Linked DNA regions of Sus scrofa: regions 2, 3, 4, 5 and 6 are each linked to region 1. A link is a contact called in public HiChIP or PLAC-seq and promoter capture Hi-C data. All regions are on one chromosome and are shown on one strand. Each heading gives the region's core, a stretch centred on a gene start, on an enhancer-like site or on the middle of the called end of the contact. The rest is flanking DNA. Distances are from core to core; before and after follow the strand shown. Region 1 holds the start of HCFC1 (host cell factor 1). Region 2 holds the start of PNCK (pregnancy up-regulated nonubiquitous CaM kinase). Region 3 holds the start of FAM58A (cyclin-related protein FAM58A). Region 4 holds the start of G6PD (glucose-6-phosphate 1-dehydrogenase). Region 5 holds the start of GDI1 (rab GDP dissociation inhibitor alpha). Region 6 holds the start of SLC10A3 (P3 protein).

Region 1 (3,681 bases), core at 1,052-3,551:
GGGACTCTGCGCCAAAGGGACGCATCCGCCCGCCTGGCGGGGGTAACGGTGTATGTCTGAAGTCACCACCGCTGGCGACGCCCCCGCTCCCTCACCAGCCGGGCTAGAGGGTTCCTCTCCAATAATGAAAAGCACCCCTCAAACACAGAAGCAGCAGGGGTGTGAGAGCGGGGAAAAGCAGGGAAAAGAAGGGAAAAGCAGAGGAGCCGGGCACGGCAAAGGGTCTCGGAGGGGGGAGAAAAAAGCAGATCACTGCGGATGGAGAAGGGGAATGGGAGGAGGAGGAGAGGGAGGACGGAGAGGGAGGAGGGAGGGGGGGAGGGAGGGAGGGAAGGCAGGGGAGGGAGAGGGAGGGGATGGAGAGAGGGAGGGAAGAGAAGGGCGAAGAAGGGAGAGAGGGAAAGATCGGAGGACCCAGCGGGCTTTGCACTCACCCGTGTTGTACACGTGCAGTTCGTCCACGATCCCCTCGTTGCCGCCGCCAAACACCACGATGAGCTCCTTGATGGCCACGGCGCGGTGGCCGTGGCGGGGCCGGGGTACTGGACCCGACCAGCCCACCACTCGCTTCCAGCGAGGCTGCAGGAGCACCGCTGGCGAGTTGGCGGGTGACACGGCCGAAGCCATAGTTCCGGGAAAGGGCGCGGTGGAAAAAAGTCACCAAGCGAGAAGGAAGCCCCCCAATTCCACTCACACACACCCCCTTTAGTCTAAGACGGTTCTCACGGAGAAGCGGTTCCTCACACAGCGGTGGACGGCTCCATGGAGGCCGCCATCTTAACTATTCTCCTTCACTTCTGCTCTTCCCCTTCTTCTTGCTCACCCCGTCTCCTCAAGAGCCTCCTGAAACTGCCGAGCGCCTGGGCCCGAGAAGCTGGAGGCCGCCGAGTCCCGCCGCCCTGACTCCTTGCCTGGGAGCTCCCACTTACAAGCTCGAGCGGGAGGCCCTGGGAGCCGCCATCTTGAGCCGCCTCTCTCTCCTCCCTTCCTCAGTCGTAGCCCTCCCCCGCCGGAAATGGCGGAGCCCCGGCCCGGTTCCCACACCCCCCAAGTCCCCTGCACTGGCCGGCTTCCGGGGCGGGTGGAAAGCAGCCACAAGCGCCGCGGTCGTCCCAGCCCCGCCGGCGCTCAGACCACAATTGTGGGAGCCGCCATCTTGAGACCGTCCCGCTTCCCCGCCCAGCGCTTAGTGCAGCGGCCGCTCCCGAAACAGCCTCGACACTCTTAAGGAATAGAGTCGCGCCAGAGGCCAGTGGACCGAGCCCGAATTCTCGACGGCTGCTCGGAGGCCCACGCCGTACGGCTCGTGAGGTCTCGAAGCTCTCCCCTTAGTCCGCCTCTGCGGCTCAGGCTGAGCCTGCCGCCCTGGGAGCCGCCATCTTGAGACAAGCTCCCCCTTCCCCCCTATTCTCTTCCTCCTGGGTCAGTTCTTCCACTGCAAACCAAACGCAAGGCAGCGTCCGATCCTCGCTTCCCTCCTTATGACTCCTTCCCACAGGAGCCGCTCCAAAGAGGTAGAGTTAGGCCCCGAAGTGGCAACTGTACGGCAGGAGGAGCGGTAACGGCAGGGCGCTCATGCCTCCTCCCTGGGAGCCGCCATCTTGTGTGAAGAAGTAACAACTAAACATGGCGGCGGCGGCGGTCGGGCGAGGGGGCGGAGTCGGGCGACGTCACTGTTTTCCCCACCACCACCTCTCCCCCGCCCTCGCGGGCTTCTCCATCCGGCCGAGGCCTCTTAAAGGAACCTCGCGGCGAGGGACCAGGGCTGCTGCGCGCTTGGCTTGGAATCAGGCCGCGCTGGGGTCAGGCACAGGCGTGCCCAGCCCTGGGGCCCCCCGAGAGCCCCTCCACGCCTCCGCCCTGGGAGCCGCCATCTTGCCACTTCCCCTCGCCCGGCCGTCCTCGGGCGTCAATAGCGACTTTCAGCACAAAACAAAGATGGCGGCTGCGGCATCTGGGGAATGCCCGGATGAGAAGGCCTCAGACGGGGTTGGCCCCGCCCCCCATGGGAACTGCCCCCTGGGTCGCTGAAGGGACACACTCTAGAGGCGTCGCCTTTAACTAGCAGTGGGGACAGGAACAGAGGCTGCTGAAGGCGGCTGGCGGGACACATTCGAGTCAGTCCTAGGGTCGAGGGAGCGGACGTGTTTCTGCTCCGCACACCCAGCTGCCTCAGAGCGGCGGCCCGAAGCCCGCCGCCGGGGGGAGCCGGGGGCGGGGCGGGAGTGGGCGGGAACGCGGCCGGGCGCGCGGCGCCGGGGGCGGAGCCCTCCCAGGCTCCCAGGCCGCCGCCCCGCCTCCAGGCGGGGGCGCCGCCGCAACCGCCGGCGCCCCAAGGAGACGAGCCGGGCCGCCGCGCGCCGGGCAGGCCCCCCGCTCCTCTGGCTGTCGGGCGGGCAGCCCGGCCTGCGGCGCCTGAGCCGGGCGGGCGGGCGCAGGGGAGCTCCGCGTCGCCTCGCGTCACCCCGCGTCACCGCCCGCCCCGCCCGCTTCCCAGAGCCTGCGCCCCGCCCCGCGCGCAAGCGCACAGCCGCCTTTCGGGTCCGCCCTTTTTCGAGATTTGAATTTCCCCCAGCAAAGCCGAGAGGCCAAATACCCGGATGGTGCTCGCTGGCCTTTTCGCGCCAATACTGTAAGTTCTCATAACAACCTTCAGAGGTGGGTACTGGCGTCACCCCCACGTTCCAAATCTTGCAGGAGACCGTCTCGTCGCAGCACCTTCATGGTCACTGCCAGACGCAGGCTGTAATGCGCTGCTGTCCGGGGTCTTGGAGTGACAGCAGGTGAACTTCCCAGATTCTGTCCTCTTTATTTCATCTTGACATCCACCAACCTCTAGCCGAAAGTTGGCCTGTCCTACAATTCCAAGTGTAGGCAGCCAAGCCCAGAGCGTTAGCCTGGTGACTATGTCACCAAAAGAAATGATGAGAGATCATTTTAGATCAGATGGCTTTTCCTATGGAGATCCTGAAATTAATTACAAGACCTACTGGCAGGCTGAATAACTGCTTTGAAATTACCGTAGTTATTCAGCCTCCCGCAGAGCCTGTCATTTAACCTGTTAATAAAGAAGCACAGGAGTTCCCTGGCGGCCCAGTGGGTTAAAGATTTGGTGTTGTCATGGCTGTTGCTCCAGTTCCATCCCTGGTTTGAGAACGTCCTCATGCCCCAGGTGGGGCCAAAAAAAAAAGAAGAAGCAAGCACATATATTATCACACATTTTCAAAAATGTTTTAATACCTGTCTTTAGACGTATTAAATTTATGTTGGAATTTTCTGTCGTAGTTTATGCATCTGGAGGCATTTGTTTGAGAACGGCCAAAGAGTCCTGTGACGCAGCTAAAGACGAGAGCCCTCACCTGTGTTTGTGTGGCCTCTGACCATTCACAGCACCGCTCTGGCCCCAGGTCCTTCCCCTGTAAAATAAGGAAGCCGAGCTGCTGGTTCCCAGGGAACTCGCCCCCGTGCAGTGACTCTCTTCTCAGAGTTCAAGAGTCACGGTGCTGGCTCTAGGCTCCTTGGACATCCGGGTGGCCCCTGATCTGCAGAAGGGCAGCAAGGGTGGTCCAGGGAGTCCGGGGCACAGCAAGCATTTATTAGAGATGCTCCCGGCCGAAGAAGCCAGTACTGCAACAGGTGATGGTGGCTCCTGACCCAGGAAGCAGGAGCACTTCTTAACGC
Region 2 (3,154 bases), core at 269-2,768, 260 kb before region 1:
GCCCCCCCTAGCTGAAGGCGATGGGGAGGCCGTCCAGGCCCCACGCCGTCCCCCCCATTCACACACTCACATTCACACACGCACTCACATTCACGCCCACACACACTCACGAGCCGAGCTTCTCCCGGATCTCGTAGACGCTGCTGATGTCCTCCGTCTGTTTCTTGAGCAGCAGCATGTCTGGGGGGGGGGGGGAGAGCTGGAGGGAGGCTCCCTGGGCGAGGGGCAGCCCCGGCCCCCGGCCCAGACCCCGCAGTGCCTCCGCCCCCCTCAGCGACAGCCCCCCTCAGGGACACAGGTCCCGGACAGCCCTCCCCCAGCCCGGGAGCTCGCCCCTCCCCCACCGTCCAGGTCCCGCACTCCCAGGTGGACGCCTCCCAGCGGGGCCGCCGCGTACACGCCTCCCCTTCCCAGAGGCACGGCTGCGATCCGGCGACCCCCTCCCCCCCACGACGCCCCCCACAACCGAGTCAGCCGAGACGGGCCGCCTTCTAGAAGGCTCCATGCCCCCTCCACCGCCCGGCCCCCCCAGGCCCGCCCCATCCACAGCACCCAGAGGCGCCCCCCCTTCCGCCGCCCCCAGGCCTAGACCTGCCACCCACGGCCCAGCGCCCACAGGCACGCGCCCCCCAGCCCACTAACCCGCCCGAGATGCACCTGCGAGACCCCGCGCACAGCCGCCTGCCACGGCCACCCACGCGGCCGCCCAGGCGCACCCGGGCCCTCGGCGCCTCGCGGCGGGAGGGACTCCGCAGCCTGGGCCTCCCGCGTCCCGAGCTGCATGGGCCGCGCGCGTGCTGGCCGGGGGCGCGCCGGGCGTGACAGGTGTGCGCGGGGGCTGCGGCGGCCGTGGCCCGGGACCCCGCACGCCCCCGCCCGCGCGCGCCCGCGCCCCGGAGCGCCGGGTGCGGACCTGGAGCCAAAGCGAAGCCGCAGCGTCGCCTGGCGCCGTGACCACCGCGCCGAGCCCCCCGCCCGCGCCTGGCGGCCCCGCCCCCGCCGCGCGCGCCCCCGCCGCGCGCGCCCCTGCCGCCCGCCGGCAGCCGAGCGCGCGGTGGCCGAGCGCGGCCGGCCGCGGCGCTGCAGGGCGCCTTGTAAGGCAATCGACCGGCGCCCGGCGCCTCGCCTCCCTCCTTGGTCACTCATGCGGGTTCCTGCGGGCTGCGGCACTCGGGTGGCCTGACTGGGCCGACCCCAGGGCCTTTGCACCACCGGTGTCCTCCTCCAGCGGTCTCCTCACCCACTTGTTGACATGGCTCTCGGCGCGCCTTTGCGTTTCTGCTCTAATGTCCTCTCCGGGGACAGGCTGTCCAGGCCATCTGGTCTGAAACGGCCTCCTTCCCTCGCCCCAGCGCTGCCACTGCCACTTCTGCCGCCTCGTCTGAGCCCCCATGAGCACACTGCTGCAGCCTCCTGCCCCGCTCCCCTGCCCTCCGACCCCACCCTAACCTCCCCTACCTGAAGTTCCTTTCCCACGGAGGAGCCAGAGCGCTCCTTGTGTTCAGCTCTCGTCACCTCTGGGCTCCAAACCCTCCCACAGTGTCACTCCACACCCAAGCATGAGTCCTCCCGGGGGCTAAGGGCTCCCACTCACTGCTCCCGCCCCTTTCCACCCACTCTCCCCCTTGCTCAAGCAGCTCTAGCCAGCTCCAGCCACACTGGCTTCCCTTTTTAAAAAAAAAAAAAAAATGAGACTTTTCCCTGAGTATTTATTTACTTATTTATTTAGTTAGTTATCGGCGGTGCTCACGGCACGTGGCCAGGGATCGCACCCATGCCTCAGCAGTGACTCAAGCCACAGCAGTGACGACGCTGGATCCTTAACACACAGGGCGGCAAGGAAACTCCCACACTGGCTTCTCAACTGGCCCTCGATCACTCCGTACGTGCACTTGCCCCAGGGCCTCTACCTCTGCCTGGAATACCCTTCACTCAGTTATCTGCTGGGCTTGCTCCCTCACTCCGCAGGTCTCAGTTCAAAGGTCACCTCCTCAAACAGGCTTCAGCTGCCGCCACCCCTCCCCGCCCTCCCACCCATCTTAAGAGCATGCCTCTGCAACGTCATCTTCTCGTTGGCTTCTCTTCCTCCTAGAAGGTGTCTCTGCTGACTCGGCCAAGGAGAATCACTCAGGAAAGAAGTGCTGGGTGACTGAATTCAACCCAGCAATTAGAGGATTCCTCCCACCCAGTCTCATCTGGGTTCTGACACTGCTCCCGGGGGTCCGGGGCCCACCAGGAAAAGGAGCACATCCGCACAGACTAGTGTCACAGGGGCTCCATGGAGTCTCGGGCTCCAGCAGTGTTCCCCTGCATCTGTCTTCACGGGGGGGCTGGCACGCAAACCGAAGTCCCATCTTACTTGCTTGTTTAATGAGTACACGTCCAGGAGTGCCCGTTGTGGCTCAGTGGGTTACGAACGCAACCGATATCCATGAGGATGTGGATTCGATCCCTGGCCTTGCTCGGATCTAGCTAGCATTGCTGTGGCTGTGGTGTAGGCCGGCACTTCCCGTTCAGCCCCTAGCCTGGGAACGTCCGTACGCCGTAGGTGCGGTCCTAAGAAGCAAATAAATGAATAAGTATGCGTCCTCATGTCTAATCCACCAGCCGGAGGTCACAGGTCACAGCAAGAAATGTGCTCTGTGCTGTGGAGAAGCACCTGCGTGAGTAATAACAGAAGACAAGCCCTCGCTTCCAAAGTGAGCCTGTGGCTCAGAATCACACGTGGAAGCGCCGAAAGTGCTATCACAGTTTGGGGTTCTTTTGTGTTTGATTCTTTCTTTCTTTTTTTTTTTTTTTTTTTTTTTTTTGCTTTTTAGGGCCACACCCATGGCATACGAAAGGCTCCCAGGCTAGGGGTCGAATCAGAGCTATAGCTGGCAGCGTACACCACAGCCACAGGAACAGTGGATCCGAACCGCATCTGCGACCTACAGCACAGCTCATGGCAACACCAGATCTTTAACCCACTGAGGGAGGCCCGGGATCAAACCCGCATCCTCAGGGATCCTCGTTGGGTTCCGTAACTGCTGAGCCACGAAGAGAACTCCACAGTTTTTGTTTTAAATCAGTATTTACAATACACCAGAAATGACATCCATCAGGACTGGTTAAACATCTGTTGCAGTCTTGCAGAGGTCAGCTTGAAAACACA
Region 3 (3,632 bases), core at 206-2,705, 320 kb before region 1:
AAGAAATCCTTGGAGAAGTTCCCGTCGTGGCGCAGTGGTTAACGAATCCGACTAGGAACCATGAGGTTGTGGGTTCCATCCCTGGCCTTGCTCAGTGGGTTAAGGATTCGGCGTTGCCACGAGCTGTGGTATAGGTCGCAGGCGTGGCTCAGATCCTGCGTTGCTGTGGCTCTGGTGTACGCAGCGGCTACAGCTCCGATTCAACCCCTAGCCTGGGAACCTCCATATGCCGCAGGAGCGACCCTAGAAAAAGCAAAAAGACAAAAAAAAAAAAAAATAGAAAGAAAGAAATGAAAGAATCCTTGGAAAGAGACACCTCAAGAACTTTGAGCATTTCAAGGTTTAAACTTCAGTTTCACAGTTAATTCCTACATGGGACCCCCTCAATCTCAATGTCAGATTAGGCAGTATGGCTGCACGTGCCCCTACAAGTCTTTTTCTTTTTTTTTACTTGGCAAACCCTCGCCCTAGGTTCTCGGTGTGATGAGACCTCCTCAACAAAGCTTGTCACGAGCCTCGCCAGCGGCATGATCCAAAAGACTCCATTTGACCAAGTGCCAGTGCCCCCGAGGCTGGGAGACAGGTGTGGCAGAAGGCACCGTACACTCAACCGAGATGCGGGCGCCCCGACTCCGCCACCTTTTAGCTGGAGCCAGTCCCTTTCCACATCCTCTCTTTGGGACTACGCGCCCGTCCGGGAAATGACAATGACCCTCTTGGCCTCGCAGCTCGAAGCCTAACACACAGGGCGTGACGGAAAGGCAGAGGCCGATACCCCTAAGCCGGGCCTCCCAGTGTTCGCTAAGGCAGCGCAGGCCCGCGTTCTTCCCTCTGCACAGCAGCGCCAGCTCCGCGTCTGGAGGGACCCCTCTTCCGGGAAGCGAGTCCTCGCGAGGCCAGCCCCTCCCCGCCCGCTCGGCGCTCCCAAGGCGGGCTGGGGCCCGCCAGGTGAGAGCGCAGCACTGCGGCCCGGCCTCTACGTCTGGTCCGCATGGGGCCCGCCCTCTTCCCAGACGCGGTTACCTGCCTCCATGATGAACCGCGTCACTCGGAAGTGCACCCTCGCCTCCGGTGCTGGCCGCCCCTCTGCGCCTCGCGCCGCGTCCCCTCCTCCGCAGGTCCCCAGGCCGACGGCCTCCATGAGGCCCCGCCCCACGGGCCGAGACCCCCCCCCTCCCCGCACCGGAAGGAGAAGCGTTCCCGACGGGCGGCGGCCGGTTCCCGGGGGTCCTCGGGAGGGAGCAGCTGCCCCGCCCCGCCCCCGGCTGAGCGCGCGCAGTTGCGCGCCGGAGGCGGGGCCTGCCGAGTGCGCAGGCGCAAACTTAAGCGCAGGCGCAGGCGTAGAGACCGCGGCTGCCTGGAGGCTGGCGAGCGCCTGCCCCGCCCCCGGAAGCCGTACACCGCGCCCCAGGAGCCGACGCCCCGCCCCTGGGAAGCTCATGCCCCGCCTCCGGGAAGCGCACGCTCCGCCCCCAGTAGCGGTAAGTCTGTCTCCCGGCTGAGTGATTGCCGGAGCGGCGCAAGTGCGCCTCGGGGGCGGAGCGGGGGCGCGCTCCTAGGGCCTAGGAGGTACGGAAGCACCCCCCCCACCCCGGCCCCGCCAGGCGCGTGAGCTACAAGTCCCTATGGTCCAACTAAGGTGTCGCTCCCGGGCTGGTGGCCCAGCGTGGTTTAGGACGGGAGCAGCTGGCTGTGTCTGCCAAGCCGCGGAGGGGGGGCGCTTACCGGAGGTGTCAGTGGCTCCTAACGGAGGGCGTGGGGGAGTTCCCATTGTGGCTCAGCGGTAAGGAACCCGACTAGTATCCTTGAGGATGCGAGTTGGATCCCTGGCCTCGCTCAGTGGGTTAAGGATCTGGCGTTGCTGTGAACTGTCGGTGTAGGTCACAGGCACATCTCAGATCTGGGGTGGCTGTGGCTCTGGCGTAGGCCGGCTACAGCTCCGATTAGAACCCTAGCCTGGGAATTTCCATATGCCGCAGGTGCGGCCCTAAAAAGACAAAAAAAAAAAAAAAAAAAAAAAGAAAGAAAGGAAGGAAGGAAGAAAAGAAAAGAAAAGAAAAAAAAGAAAGCCTGAGGTTCAATGTCAGTGTCAAAACCCGAATCCAGGTTTGCCAGTTCCCCAGACCCACAGATGAGCCCGGAAGGGAATGCTGTGCCCAGAATGAGGCCGTTAGGGCTGTTTGCGTGAGGGTCCCGCATCCCTTGGGGATCTGGTTGCCACTCACTTTTCCAGCCTGGCACTGTGGGAGCTCAGTAACGTTTGCCGAATGAATGGTGTTGAATATCCAACTCCCAGTGCCATCCTGCATTTCGTTGGTGGCTTCCAGGCATTAGGGGTGCAGCACCCAAAGGGCCTCCCAAGCTAGTGACAGACAGTCACTCTGGTCATTCTGATACATTCAGACGGTTGCTGTGACTTGAAAGAGCTGGGAACATTAAGAGGAAAAAGCCTCCCCCCCCCCCCGCCCACCCACCTACCCGGCCAACCTTGAGGTCCTTCTCCAGCCCCCGCCTTACTTAGCTCCCCCCGTGGTCCTCTCTCCACACCAGCTGGGTCACTTTCCTGGTGCTTCCGTAACAAATGACAGGCAAACTGGGTGGCTTACAACTGTAGAACTGGCCGCAATTCTAGAGGCCAGACCTCTGAAACCAAGGTGTCACCAAGTCTCTGCAGGAGGATACTTCCTGCCTCTTCCAGCTTCTGGTGGCCCCAGACATCTGTCCCTTGGCTTGCGGCTGCACCCCTCCCGTCTCTGCTGCGCCCATCCTCACATGCCGTCTCCTCCGTGTCTGCGGCTCTCGTTTTCTGTCTCACTTGTCATTGCATTTAGGGCCACCGAAGTAATCCAGGAGGCTGGCAAATAAGAGCACATTCACAAGGATCCGGGAGTTAGAGTGGGGACCCCTGTTTGGGGGGACTACCATAGCCCGTGACACCAGCCACCAGAGTGAGCTTCCTAAAACTCAAGGCGGGGGAGCCCCTGCCCTGCCTAACACCCTCCTTGCGGAATCACCCTGGTGACTGGCCCCTCAGGGCCAAGGCCTTGGGTAGCTCCCCAAAGGTTATGGTCTCCCAGGGGGGCCTTTGCACATGCTCGACCCGTGAAGGAATTCCTGCCCCACACCCTCCTCCCCAGCTCCCTCCGAGGGTCTTGCATGTGCTCGTGTGTGAAGGGGCTCAGGGCCCCCAACCTCCTGTGCTGCTGACGCCTGTCATGCCTTCCACGCTGTTGCTGCACTGGCAGTGCCACCCTCTCCCCACCCAAATGGACTCTGGGTCTTGGGAGATGGGGCCACTGCGTCCAGCTGCCAACATCCATGCATAATGCACCCCGCCCCCATGTACACACACGCAAACAGATGCACACGCACGTCAGACACTCCCCTCAGGTACCCTGGGGTGCACACCTGTGCACACATGCACACACGCATCCGGTATCACCCTTCCCCTGGCCCCTTGGCCCAGCGGCCTGCCTGTCCCCTCCTCACCCGCTGTGTTTGCTGGTTAAACAGCGCTGCTGGACTCCTCCTCCCCTGGGCCTTTTGTGGTGTAAGGAGTCTGGGCTCGGCAAGTAATAGGTGCCTGTGGCTGCAACTCGAGGGAACGAGTCAATGAACACATTCATTTTGAA
Region 4 (3,237 bases), core at 505-3,004, 350 kb after region 1:
CACTCCCAGAATGAACAGCTTCCCCTGTTTGCCTCTCACTTTTCCCCACGGAGGAGGAAGTCCAAGCACACAGCCCCTGCGGACCTCCGGGCTCCAGGGCATGAGGCTGCAGCCAATGGCTGCACACAGACTTCAGCAAGGCCTTGCAATACGCCTACACCAGGGGGTGCTGGGGTGATAGTGGCGCAAGAGCAGGAGGGAGAGCCCAGCCAAGCAGAGCTGGAGAGGCCCTATAACAAGCAGGTGGGCGAGCCCAGGCACGGAGAGGGAAGGGACCTAAGCCATGTCCTGCTCTAAGTCTGCTGCATTTAAGATGTGGGGCCTGGGGGAGACTCACCGATGCTCCCATGATGATAAAGATATGTGTATCCGACTGATGGAAAGCATCGCCCTGGTACAGCTCTTCCCGCAGGATCCCGCACACTTGGGTCCGGCTCAGAGCCACCTGCTCTGCCATGGTACTCTCTGGAGGAAAAAAAACTTATTGATGAGGCAGGAGAACCGGAAAGCACTGAGAAGCTGGCTGGCCCCTTTCTGGAGGAGTCCTTTGGGCTCTCGTCCAGCTGATGCCTGATTACTGAAACCACTTGGTGGGAATGGCTGCGAGCAGGATGGTTGGGGGATGAGAAACTGCTGGCTCTGGTCATACTCTCCAGACAGCCTTCTTTCAGCGTGTACATTACAACATTACTCTAAGCATTAGTGGACTCCAACGAGGGCCTCAGCTCTGGGGGAGTAACACCAAGCTGGAACATCGGACCACCTGCTAAGGCCATCTCACCAAGGATTCAGGCGGAAGCTCCTCAATGAGCTGGAGCAAGTTAGATCAAGCAGCTGACAGTGTAGATCTAGTCCTCCTCCACCACCGCTGGGAGACCCCGGCCAATCCCCGCCCCTCTCGGGGTCCCCTCAGGGGCCCAATGGGGGTATGCAGGGGACGGTTAGATCAGTTAACACCCTCTCGATTTTGCCCCCTTCCCAAGCGTGGCAAATCAAAGCGTTCGCCCACTCAGTTACCTGTGCTTCACCGCTGCTGCCCTTCGCGCTCGCAGCCCCGGAGTTCCCGGCAGTTTCCTGGGGCTGCGCCCCGCCTGCCCATTTAACTGGCGGGGGCGGGCACCTGGTCTGAGCTGACCAGCCTCAGGCGAGGCGCGCGGGCGGGGCCTCCGTGTGCCCCTCCCCCGAGAGGCGGGGCGAGGCAGGTGCGCGCGCATCTCGGGCCGGTGGGACCCCCCCCCCCCCGCTCCCGCGCGAGGCCTGCCGGCCTGACCCGCTCCGCCCCTTGAGCACCTGCGCCGGCCGCCGGGCTGCGGGCCCCCTGCTGTCCTCGCCGCCGCTGCGCCGTGTCCCCGATGCTTCGCGAGTCCGTGTGCAGCTCCCCACAGCTCGCCCGCGTTCCCATCCCTGGCCTGGCCCCGCCCCTACAGTCTGGCTTTCTCGTCAGCCCGGGGTTGTCCTGCGCCCTCAAGAAGGGCTCCACTTCCGCCGGCAGCGTGGTCACGCCCCTCGACCCCACTTGTAGGCGGGGCCCTCTTTAGCCTCGCCCCCTCACTGGACGGGTCGTCGACTCCGATCAAACTGGCCCTATCACATGATAGCCTCGTCGTGGCTCCTCCCCTAGTGGGGGCGGGGCAGCCGACCTGCCGCTCGCTGGATGCCGCCGCCGGAGAGACAAGGGGAAATGCGGGTCGCGACGCATATTATTGAAGAGTGTCCTACGGGCCAGCCGAGCCTGGTACGCTCGGGCTTCCGTCTGGGGACAAGTCTCCCTCGCGCCTCTCGCGGGCCTGCTGGGGGCGGGGTGGGGGCGGAGTGTGAGTGTTTTACTTCCGGATCCCACAGCTACGACACCGGAAGCAGGAAATGGGAATTTGGCAGCCCGAGAAGGGAAGGGCGACCGCGGAACCCGAACTTTCTCCGAGCGCCGGGGTCCGAGGAGCGCTCGGGACCCGCCGCTCCCGCCCTTCTCACGTCGGACCGACTCTGCTGACAGGTGTGGTCCTCTTCTCCGAAGATAGGGTACTATTGGTGGGCGTTCCGCCACCTCCGAGACCCCCCCTGGACGACCAGGCTTTCCCCTCCTATTGGGCCCCGGCCCGGTTCTGCCGCCCGCTTCTAGATCACCCGCCGAGGCTGGCCAATTCAGGACCCAGGTTACTCTGGCGACGAGCGGGGCAGTTTTCGCCTCTCCTTCCTCTGCCGCGGCGGAGTCTGACCACACCCCTAGTTCGTGGATGACTATTCTACTTCGGAGACATTTTCTGTTCATCGAACTTGACTACATTTGAAGTTGTTAAGTTCTTTAAAAAAGCCTCAAGGGTAATTTGACAGCTAAGCATCTTTCCTCATGCGCTTCATTTTGCTCACTTTGCACAACGGTTAATGTCTGCCGGACCTCATATCAGTTCTGTGACTTGAGGATGAATGGGCCATAAGGAGGCCACTATACCTGGAATAGAGTGAGCGAGGGGGGAATAGTTAGAGAGGAAGCAATGGGGGACCAGATAGTGCACGGCCTACTATCTTGTTGTACGGGTTGTGGCTTTTTGGCGGAGGGCCATGAGGAACTATGGTAGGGATCTGGATAGAGGAGAGACGTGGTAGGAATTACCTTTTGGTCTGATTGTTCTGGCGCGGTGGGTAGAACAGACTGTACGTAGGGGGCAAGGGTTGGAGCAAGGTGATCTGCTAGGAGGTTATTGCAGTTATCCAGGTGAGAGATGATGGGGCTCGGATCGTTTTATTGTGAAAAATACCAAAGATGTGCAAAAGTAGAAAGGATAGTATAAACCCAAGGTACCCACCTCCCAGCGTCAACAGTTATCAACCTGTTGCTACCTTTGCTTAATTTATACCCCTCATAATCTCTTATTTTCAAAAATAGCTTTATTGACATATAATTCACATACCACACAATTCACCCATTGAAAGTGAACAATTCACTGCTTTTCAGTATATTCACACACCTGCACAACCATCACCATTCATTCTCGAACATTTTCATCAACCCATCACCTTATCTACTTCAGTTCTAAGCATCTATTAGTCTTTCCATCTCTCTATGTTTGCCTATTCTGGATAGTTCACATAAATGGACTCATAATATGTGGTTTCTTGTGAGCTGTTTCTCTGTGTTGCTCAGTGTTTTTTTTTTTTTTTTTTTTTTTTTTTTTTTTTTTGTCTTTTTGCCATTTCTTGGACCGCTCCCGGGCATATGGAGGTTCCCAGGCTAGGGGT
Region 5 (3,240 bases), core at 45-2,544, 270 kb after region 1:
GTTCTCCTACGCCAGTGACTGCGCCGGCTTCTTCTCCCCGGGCATCTGGATGGGGCTGCTCACCTCGCTCTTCATGCTCTTCATCTTCACCTACGGTCTGCACATGATCCTCGGCCTCAAGACCATGGACCGCTTTGATGACCACAAGGGCCCCACCATCGCTCTGACCCAGATCGTGTGACCCTGCGCCTGGGGAGTGTCGAGCTCCCGCTTGGGGCATGCTGGACAGAAGGGCTCCCCCTCTTCGTTACGTAGCATGAGTCCCCGGCTCCCCGGAGCCTGTCGGCTCCATGTTCAGCCTGCTGAGGGTCTTCCCTGGGCCACCCACCCCCTCTCTGTACCAATAAGGTGTATATATTCTGCGTAGACAGTAGGTGAATCTCCCAGGGTTGGTTTGGTCATTGCGAGGGATGGGGCCGTGAGTTCTAGGCCCCCTCCTCTTCCCTCTTTCTCCTTATTTATTCTCACGTCTCCACCTTGGCCCCTTGCTGTTTATAGTGCTTTTGTGTAGCCAGTGCTCCCTCCCCAGACTCTGGGGGGCTCCCTGCAGCAGCCAGGAGCTGGAAGTTCCCCGAGTTTGGGGGCTGTGGAAGTAGTTTACTGTCTGTCCTGCTTGGCTGGAGTCATTGTTTGTGGTGATGTTGTGCTAGCAACAAGCAGTACACTGGGGTTTGTGTCTTTGGCCTGAGAGGGAAGGGACCTCCATTGGCAGGTGGGCTGGGTGTGATCACTGGGTTTCTGGCGTGTTCCTGCCAGGTTTCTTCGTGGTTTCCTTCCTAATAAAATAAAGACGGGTCGCCATGCTTGGGCCTCTTGTCACTCATTTCGGCGCTGGGCACCAGGGATGCGCTTGGCTGGGGCTGCAGGAGGAGCGGGGTGGCAGGAGCTGGAGCCCCGCCCGACCGAGGAGGAGGAGGAGGTGGGAAGGCCTCTCGCGCCTCGGTCCTACCGGCTGCCTTTCTGGGAGCCGGGGGAGGTCGGGAGGGGCGTCGGCAAGCTGAGCCCCTCCCGGCTGGGCGAGGGAGGGGGTGCCGCGCGGGGGCGATCAGCGCCTGGGGGCGACGGTCGCGACAACGGCCGCCCCCGCGTTCCTCGTGGGCCGCCGCGGGCTGCCGCAGCGGCGCGCCCCCAGCGCGCGGGGCCGCGCCGAGCCTCCCGGGGGCGGGGCGCGCGCGGCTCCCGCGCACGGATCCCTCGCGGGCCTCAGCACCGGCCGCCGGGCTGCCCCGCCCGCTCCGCCCCGCCCCGCCGAGCTTTTCTCCAGGCCTTTGGCGAGCGGCGCCGCCTGCAGAGCCGCGCTGGTGCTGGGCACTGGGCTGCAGCAACCCTCCCGGGAAGCGCCCCGGGGAGGGGGTGGCCCCTGTCGGCGCGGCGGGGGCGGGGAGGAGCCGGGACTCTTTGACGCGGCGGAGGGGTCGGGCGGAGGCCGGAGCGCCGCCATCTTTGGTCCAGTGCGGCGGTGGCGGCGGCAGCGGCGGCGGCGGCGGCGGCGGCGGCGGCGGCGGCTGTGGTGAAGCAGGAGGAGGAGCCGACAGGCGCTGGCACCGAGGCCTGACCATGGACGAGGAATACGATGTGATCGTGCTGGGGACCGGCCTCACCGTAAGTGCGGCCTCCGACGCGCCGGGCTCTGCATCCCCTCTCCTCCCCGGGATGCTGCAGCCCCCGGCCCCATCCTCCATAACCGTCGCGGGGCTGCCGCCCTCGGCGTTCGCGTCCCCGAAAAGACAGCCCCGTGCCCATTCCCCCGCGACCTTGCCTCTGCCCACTGCCACGGTCCATCTCCAAGAAGCAGCCCCTCTTCCGATCACCCCCACCCACACACACCGACTCCCTGGGCCCATGACCCCCGGCCCCTCCCGTTCTCCCTATCCCGGCCTGCAGGGCTGGAAAACGCACCCCCACTCGGCCCAATGGCTCCGGTCGCTCCCTGACCCCGCCCACCCGGCCCCCACCCATGGCCAGCCCAGCATCACCTCCCATCTTGCGCTAATTCTGGTGGGGAGGTGGTAGTACAAGGGCCTCCGGTGCGGGGGTGGGGGGTGGGGGGGCTCGCCGGGGTGGGCCCTCATCCCGACTCCTAGGGTTCTAACGGGGTTGGGGCAGCCAAGGAATGTTCCAGAAAGAGCAGCAGAGGGGGCAGTGACCACATTCCCGATACCCCACCCTGGTTTCCCATGGAGACCTCAGGCTGAGTAGTATTTGCAGCCTTTGTCTTTGGGCTGGTGACAGTGAGTGGTGAGGGTGTTTACCCTCCCCCCAAACCCCGTTGGACCGCTGCCCTGGGAGACGCATCCCCCTCAGGCCGCGCAGAAGCCCCTCCTGTGGCTGGGAAGGCTCCGGGTCAGGGGCTGCTGCCCTTGGAGGAGAGAGCGGCCTGGGGTGGGGCCTGTGGCTTGGGGATCACGCCAAGCCTTTTTTTGCTTCCCTTTTGGGTCCCCTTTGCTGTCCAGTTAGGTCTTCACTGTGGCTGGTTGTGGTTTACCTGCGTTGTCTGTGGGGCTCTCCGTAAAGAGACGATTGCCTTGGTGTCTCGGTGGTTGGAAGACCGTGCGCATGTCTGTAGGATGCTCTCCTCCTTGTTCACCTTTTTGCCCAGCAAGGTTATGAGAGGAAGCCACGGTCAAATGAAGTGCCCCCCCCTTCATTTTCAGCCAGGTGACCAGCCAGGGATGGAAGGCGCTGTCCGTCGGGGGCAGGGTCCTTCTCGCTTTGCCGTCTCGGCTTTGGGGTGGAGAGCGCGTCAGGGCTGTTTGGGCGACAGGGAGGTGGGAGGACAGTGGACGTTGCTCCTTGCTCAGGAATGCATCCTGTCGGGGATCATGTCTGTGAACGGCAAGAAGGTGCTGCACATGGACCGGAACCCCTACTATGGCGGCGAGAGCTCCTCCATCACACCCCTGGAGGAGGTAGGCTGCCCGGGGCCCAGGCCCATCCCTCATGAGCCGCTCGCGTGGGGGCCCGAAGCCGCGCCCCGGGTTTTCTGGGCAGGAGCGGGAGGGGGTGGTCCTTGAGGTGCTTCTCTTTCCCTCTCGTGCTTGCAGCTCTATAAGCGTTTTCAGTTGCTGGAGGGGCCCCCCGAGGCCATGGGCCGTGGCCGAGACTGGAACGTTGACTTGATCCCCAAATTCCTCATGGCCAATGGTGAGGGAGACAAAGGAGGTGTTATGGCGGGGGTGGGGGTGGGGCTATGGGGACAACTGGCAGGGGGTCACACTCCCGAGACGGGGCCGCCAGACC
Region 6 (3,277 bases), core at 58-2,557, 320 kb after region 1:
AGAGCCTCTGCTCAGGGTCCGGGGACCCCTCCTCACGCCCATTTGTGCCCCTACCCGTGCCTGGAACTCCCCGTGAGACCCCAAGTGTTTCTAGTGCCTCGGGGCAAGGAGGAGCCTCGTCTCCTTTCACTTCGCAATGTGGGCAGCCAGCACCCTATTGTCACATCACCTGCAGGAACTGGGGCAACCAGGATGAGGACACAGTGATTTTTCATCACAAGTGTTGACTGACTCATGCCCTGTGCCCTCCTGGTCTTGGGAGAGGCCCCTGCTGCTCTAGATCCTACCCGGGCTGGGCCCCGGCCGCACCCCTCAGCCGCGACTGGGCAGCAGGGAAGTAGGTGGTGGAGGGCCGCTCGAGCAAAAGGCTCATCCCTGAGGAAGTCCCCGTCTACCACCCTGGGAGGCCATGGCCTCGCCCGGTTTGGAGTCTGGGTCACTTACCCTGGAGGCCTTGATCCAGCCTTGCGACCCACCGCCGCAGAGGGAGGCGCGAGAACCACAGGGAGTAGGAGAAGTAAAGTGGAGGGAGTCACGGGAAAAGACGAAGGCGCCCGGGGCTGAGGCGCCGGGCGGGTGGGAACAAGTGCAGAAGGGAGAGGAGACTAAGGGCCATCCACCCTGTCCTTCCAGTACGGCTGGCCGTTTTGAGTCACTGAGTCACTGCGTGAAGGGTCTGGCCCAGATCCCCAACGTTTCTGCTTGAGGCGCTGGAGAGTCTGAGGAGATGCACCCCAAGGCAGGGGAGAGAACCCCAGGCCGGCCGCTTTTTCTACACGGGCCGAGTGTTCGGTGGCAGGGCAGCTGGCAGTGCGCAGCCGGGGCTCCTCCCTACCTGGGAGTCCAGAAGTTTTCCGGGCGCGATCAGGGCTCAGGCAAGAACCGAGGAGGGAGCGAGGGAGGAGCACGCTGCCGCCCCGAAGCCGGCAGGCCGGCGACCCGCCCGGCCGGTCCCGGGGTCCCTCAAGCCACTCCCAAGCCCCGCGGCCACGCCAGGCCTCACGGACGCGCGGCGGTGGCCCTTCCCCGCGGGGCCCGGCCGCCCGAGCGGGCGAACACGGAGCCCGGCCGGGAGCAGAATCCGCCTTCCGCCCGCCCTTCCCGGCCCGAGGCTCTCACCTGCCTCCGCGGCCGCGAAGCTCGGCCCCGGCGCCTGCCGGGCCGGCGGACGCCCGCGAGCTCGGCCCTCTGGGGCCCCGCCCCCAGCCCGACGAAGCCCCGCCCCGCGCGCCCGCCCCGCCTACCCCGCGGCGGCCCCCTCACCTCCCGAAGCCGGGGCGGGTCCCGACCGGATGTGACGTATCTGGAAGCGACGGGGTTGCGTGCGCGCGCCGGCCCAGCCATCTTCCGGGGCGCGGTTGGTGGGAACTGGGCGTGGTCTCATGTGGCAGCCGAGCCTCGGGTCTCAGTCGTCTGTGGTCGCCGCCGGGGCGACTCGCTTTGGGTGGGCACCCCAGTCATTCCCAAACACGCTGCGACCTCTGGGGGCGGTGGGGCATGGGTTTAGCCGTTAGCCGGGCTGGGATGCCCGGGGGCTGTTGCTGGTGGCAGGAGCCTGGGTTCAGGGTTTCGCCCCAATTCCTGCTCTGGGCACCCAGCCCTGTGGCCCGAGGGCTGGGTCCATCCGACCTGGACTCCGGAACCCAAGCTCGGCCTGGTTCCACCTTCCTTCGTTGAAGCATTGACCGAGTGCCTATTCCACGCTGTGTCAAAACTATTTGGGGCCACCAAGAAGGTCTGGAGGCTTCACGGAAAAGGCTGTAAACAGATGGTGTGAGGAAGGACACAAAGGCAGTGAGGGTGTAGAACATGGCTGCGAGAAGAGAGTAAGCAAGTGTAGAATCGAAGGGGATTTGCATGTTTCCAAAGGCTGCTGGGCAACTGCAGTCACTCAGGCGGCGGGACAGTGGCCACCCACTGCTCTGGAAGAACCTCTTGTCTGGGCTGTGATGGAGGCCAGTGGTGCCCAAAGTTGCAAGTACTTACACCCAGGAGGTGCCTAAAGCACAAAGTTGAGAATGTCCAAAAAGACCCCAGAGCACCTTTATTTTATGTAATTTTCAAATAATAATTCATAATGTAAATAAAAACATTTCATACACACACACACACACATATTTTTTTTGCTGCACCTGAGGCATGCAGATATCCCGGGCCAAGGATCAAATCCACACCACAATGACAATGCCGAATCAACAGGCCACTAAGGAACTCCAAAAACATATTTTAAATTTTGACTTATTTAAATGCATTTTAGGAGTTCCCGTCATGGCTCAGCGGAAACAAATCTGACTAGTATCCATGAGGATGTGGGTTCGATCCCTGGCCTCCCTCAGTGGGTTAAGGATCCGGTGTTGCTGTGGCTGTGGTGTAGGCCAGCAGCTATAGCTCTGATTCCACGATGGGAACTCCTGGGAACTGTACTTTCTGCTCAACTTTGCTGTGATCCTAAAAAACAAAGTCTATTAGCCAATGAAGATACATAAAGCTTTTGGTTCAGGGTCATGGGTTTCAGCTTCTCAGATCACCGACTCCCAGGCAATAACCTGGGCCCTCCTCACGTCTGCTTCCTGGCCCTCTGGGCTCACGGTATCAGTGGCACGGCCTTTGCTCCTGGGCTGTCCCGCCCCCCCCTTCTGCCCCCTCCTCACATACTGTCATTTCTTGATGCTCTGTTCGCGCTCTGGCAGTACTTAACCCCTGGAGGAGGGACTCGTAAACCCATCACCCCTACCATGGCCCGAGCTGCCTGGCAGTGTGCCAGCCCCCCCCCCCCATCTAGGAAGTCCGAACCACCAAGTCTCCGTCATCTGACCCTAGACCATGTCTGCGCTCCCATGTGCTTTTCCAGCAAACCCTTCAGTTTCTGGCTGCTTCTCACCCAACGCAGGGAAACATAACTGTCATTTGCGAGAACGGCCAAGCAGCGCATGTGACCGGCCCGGACTTCAAAGGCATCTGCATTTGAGTGCTGGGGGGACGCACTTGCTGTTGAGGGAGGCACCTGGGCCGCTTCTAACCCCTGGCCCATCTGTGCAGGCCTGAGCTGTATCCAAGGGGCTCAGTGAGTTTCCCACAGCCCCAAAGGTCAAGACCAGCTTTCCCGAGCAAGACTACAGGGTGCCAGCCTGGGAGCCCCCTGCCCACCGCCCAAGTCACATCTCAGCCTCGGAGGGGCCGGTGGGTGGCAGGGCTGGACACAAAGGTGGCCTGCGAAGGGTGTGGGGGCGGGTCGGCTGGGCTTCTGGGACATGTCCCACCCCATGGCACCACCACC

The links. Promoter capture Hi-C pulls out the DNA fragments that hold promoters and counts their contacts. HiChIP or PLAC-seq counts read pairs in DNA pulled down with a chosen protein or histone mark.
Region 2: a contact with region 1 is called in an H3K27ac HiChIP or PLAC-seq map of alveolar macrophages. The contact joins the promoter of PNCK here to the promoter of HCFC1 in region 1. A contact is called at or near these places in 1 of 5 promoter capture datasets (fetal skeletal muscle) and 1 of 2 datasets of contacts at active chromatin or transcription factors (alveolar macrophages).
Region 3: a contact with region 1 is called in an H3K27ac HiChIP or PLAC-seq map of skeletal muscle, with 3 times the contacts expected there. The contact joins the promoter of FAM58A here to the promoter of HCFC1 in region 1. A contact is called at or near these places in 2 of 2 datasets of contacts at active chromatin or transcription factors (alveolar macrophages and skeletal muscle).
Region 4: a contact with region 1 is called in an H3K27ac HiChIP or PLAC-seq map of alveolar macrophages. The contact joins the promoter of G6PD here to the promoter of HCFC1 in region 1. A contact is called at or near these places in 2 of 5 promoter capture datasets (fetal skeletal muscle and liver) and 2 of 2 datasets of contacts at active chromatin or transcription factors (alveolar macrophages and skeletal muscle).
Region 5: a contact with region 1 is called in an H3K27ac HiChIP or PLAC-seq map of alveolar macrophages. The contact joins the promoter of GDI1 here to the promoter of HCFC1 in region 1. A contact is called at or near these places in 1 of 5 promoter capture datasets (liver) and 1 of 2 datasets of contacts at active chromatin or transcription factors (alveolar macrophages).
Region 6: a contact with region 1 is called in a promoter capture Hi-C map of liver, with 3 times the contacts expected there. The contact joins the promoter of SLC10A3 here to the promoter of HCFC1 in region 1. A contact is called at or near these places in 2 of 5 promoter capture datasets (fetal skeletal muscle and liver) and 2 of 2 datasets of contacts at active chromatin or transcription factors (alveolar macrophages and skeletal muscle).

What each region holds. Positions count from the first base shown.
Region 1 is chrX:124,692,545-124,696,225 of Sscrofa11.1, forward strand. It overlaps HCFC1 (host cell factor 1), which reads right to left and starts at 2,302. Exons shown (of 27, transcript XM_003135485.5): 1 at 435-2,302. The coding sequence starts at 627. It overlaps TMEM187 (transmembrane protein 187), which reads left to right and starts at 2,506. Exons shown (of 4, transcript XM_003135487.4): 1 at 2,506-2,632.
Region 2 is chrX:124,428,482-124,431,635 of Sscrofa11.1, forward strand. PNCK (pregnancy up-regulated nonubiquitous CaM kinase) reads right to left here and starts at 1,519. Exons shown (of 13, transcript NM_001195366.1): 1 at 1,459-1,519; 2 at 111-180. The coding sequence starts at 178.
Region 3 is chrX:124,368,617-124,372,248 of Sscrofa11.1, forward strand. It overlaps FAM58A (cyclin-related protein FAM58A), which reads right to left and starts at 1,456. Exons shown (of 5, transcript XM_003360487.4): 1 at 1,024-1,456. The coding sequence starts at 1,441.
Region 4 is chrX:125,039,286-125,042,522 of Sscrofa11.1, forward strand. G6PD (glucose-6-phosphate 1-dehydrogenase) reads right to left here and starts at 1,755. Exons shown (of 13, transcript XM_021080744.1): 1 at 1,291-1,755; 2 at 338-465. The coding sequence starts at 1,402. It also overlaps a transcript of IKBKG not described here.
Region 5 is chrX:124,959,541-124,962,780 of Sscrofa11.1, forward strand. It overlaps GDI1 (rab GDP dissociation inhibitor alpha), which reads left to right and starts at 1,295. Exons shown (of 11, transcript XM_003360522.4): 1 at 1,295-1,602; 2 at 2,802-2,909; 3 at 3,045-3,144. The coding sequence starts at 1,558. It overlaps ATP6AP1 (V-type proton ATPase subunit S1), which reads left to right. Exons shown (of 10, transcript XM_021080754.1): 10 at 1-804. The coding sequence ends at 181.
Region 6 is chrX:125,012,685-125,015,961 of Sscrofa11.1, forward strand. It overlaps SLC10A3 (P3 protein), which reads right to left and starts at 1,308. Exons shown (of 2, transcript XM_021080745.1): 1 at 1,264-1,308.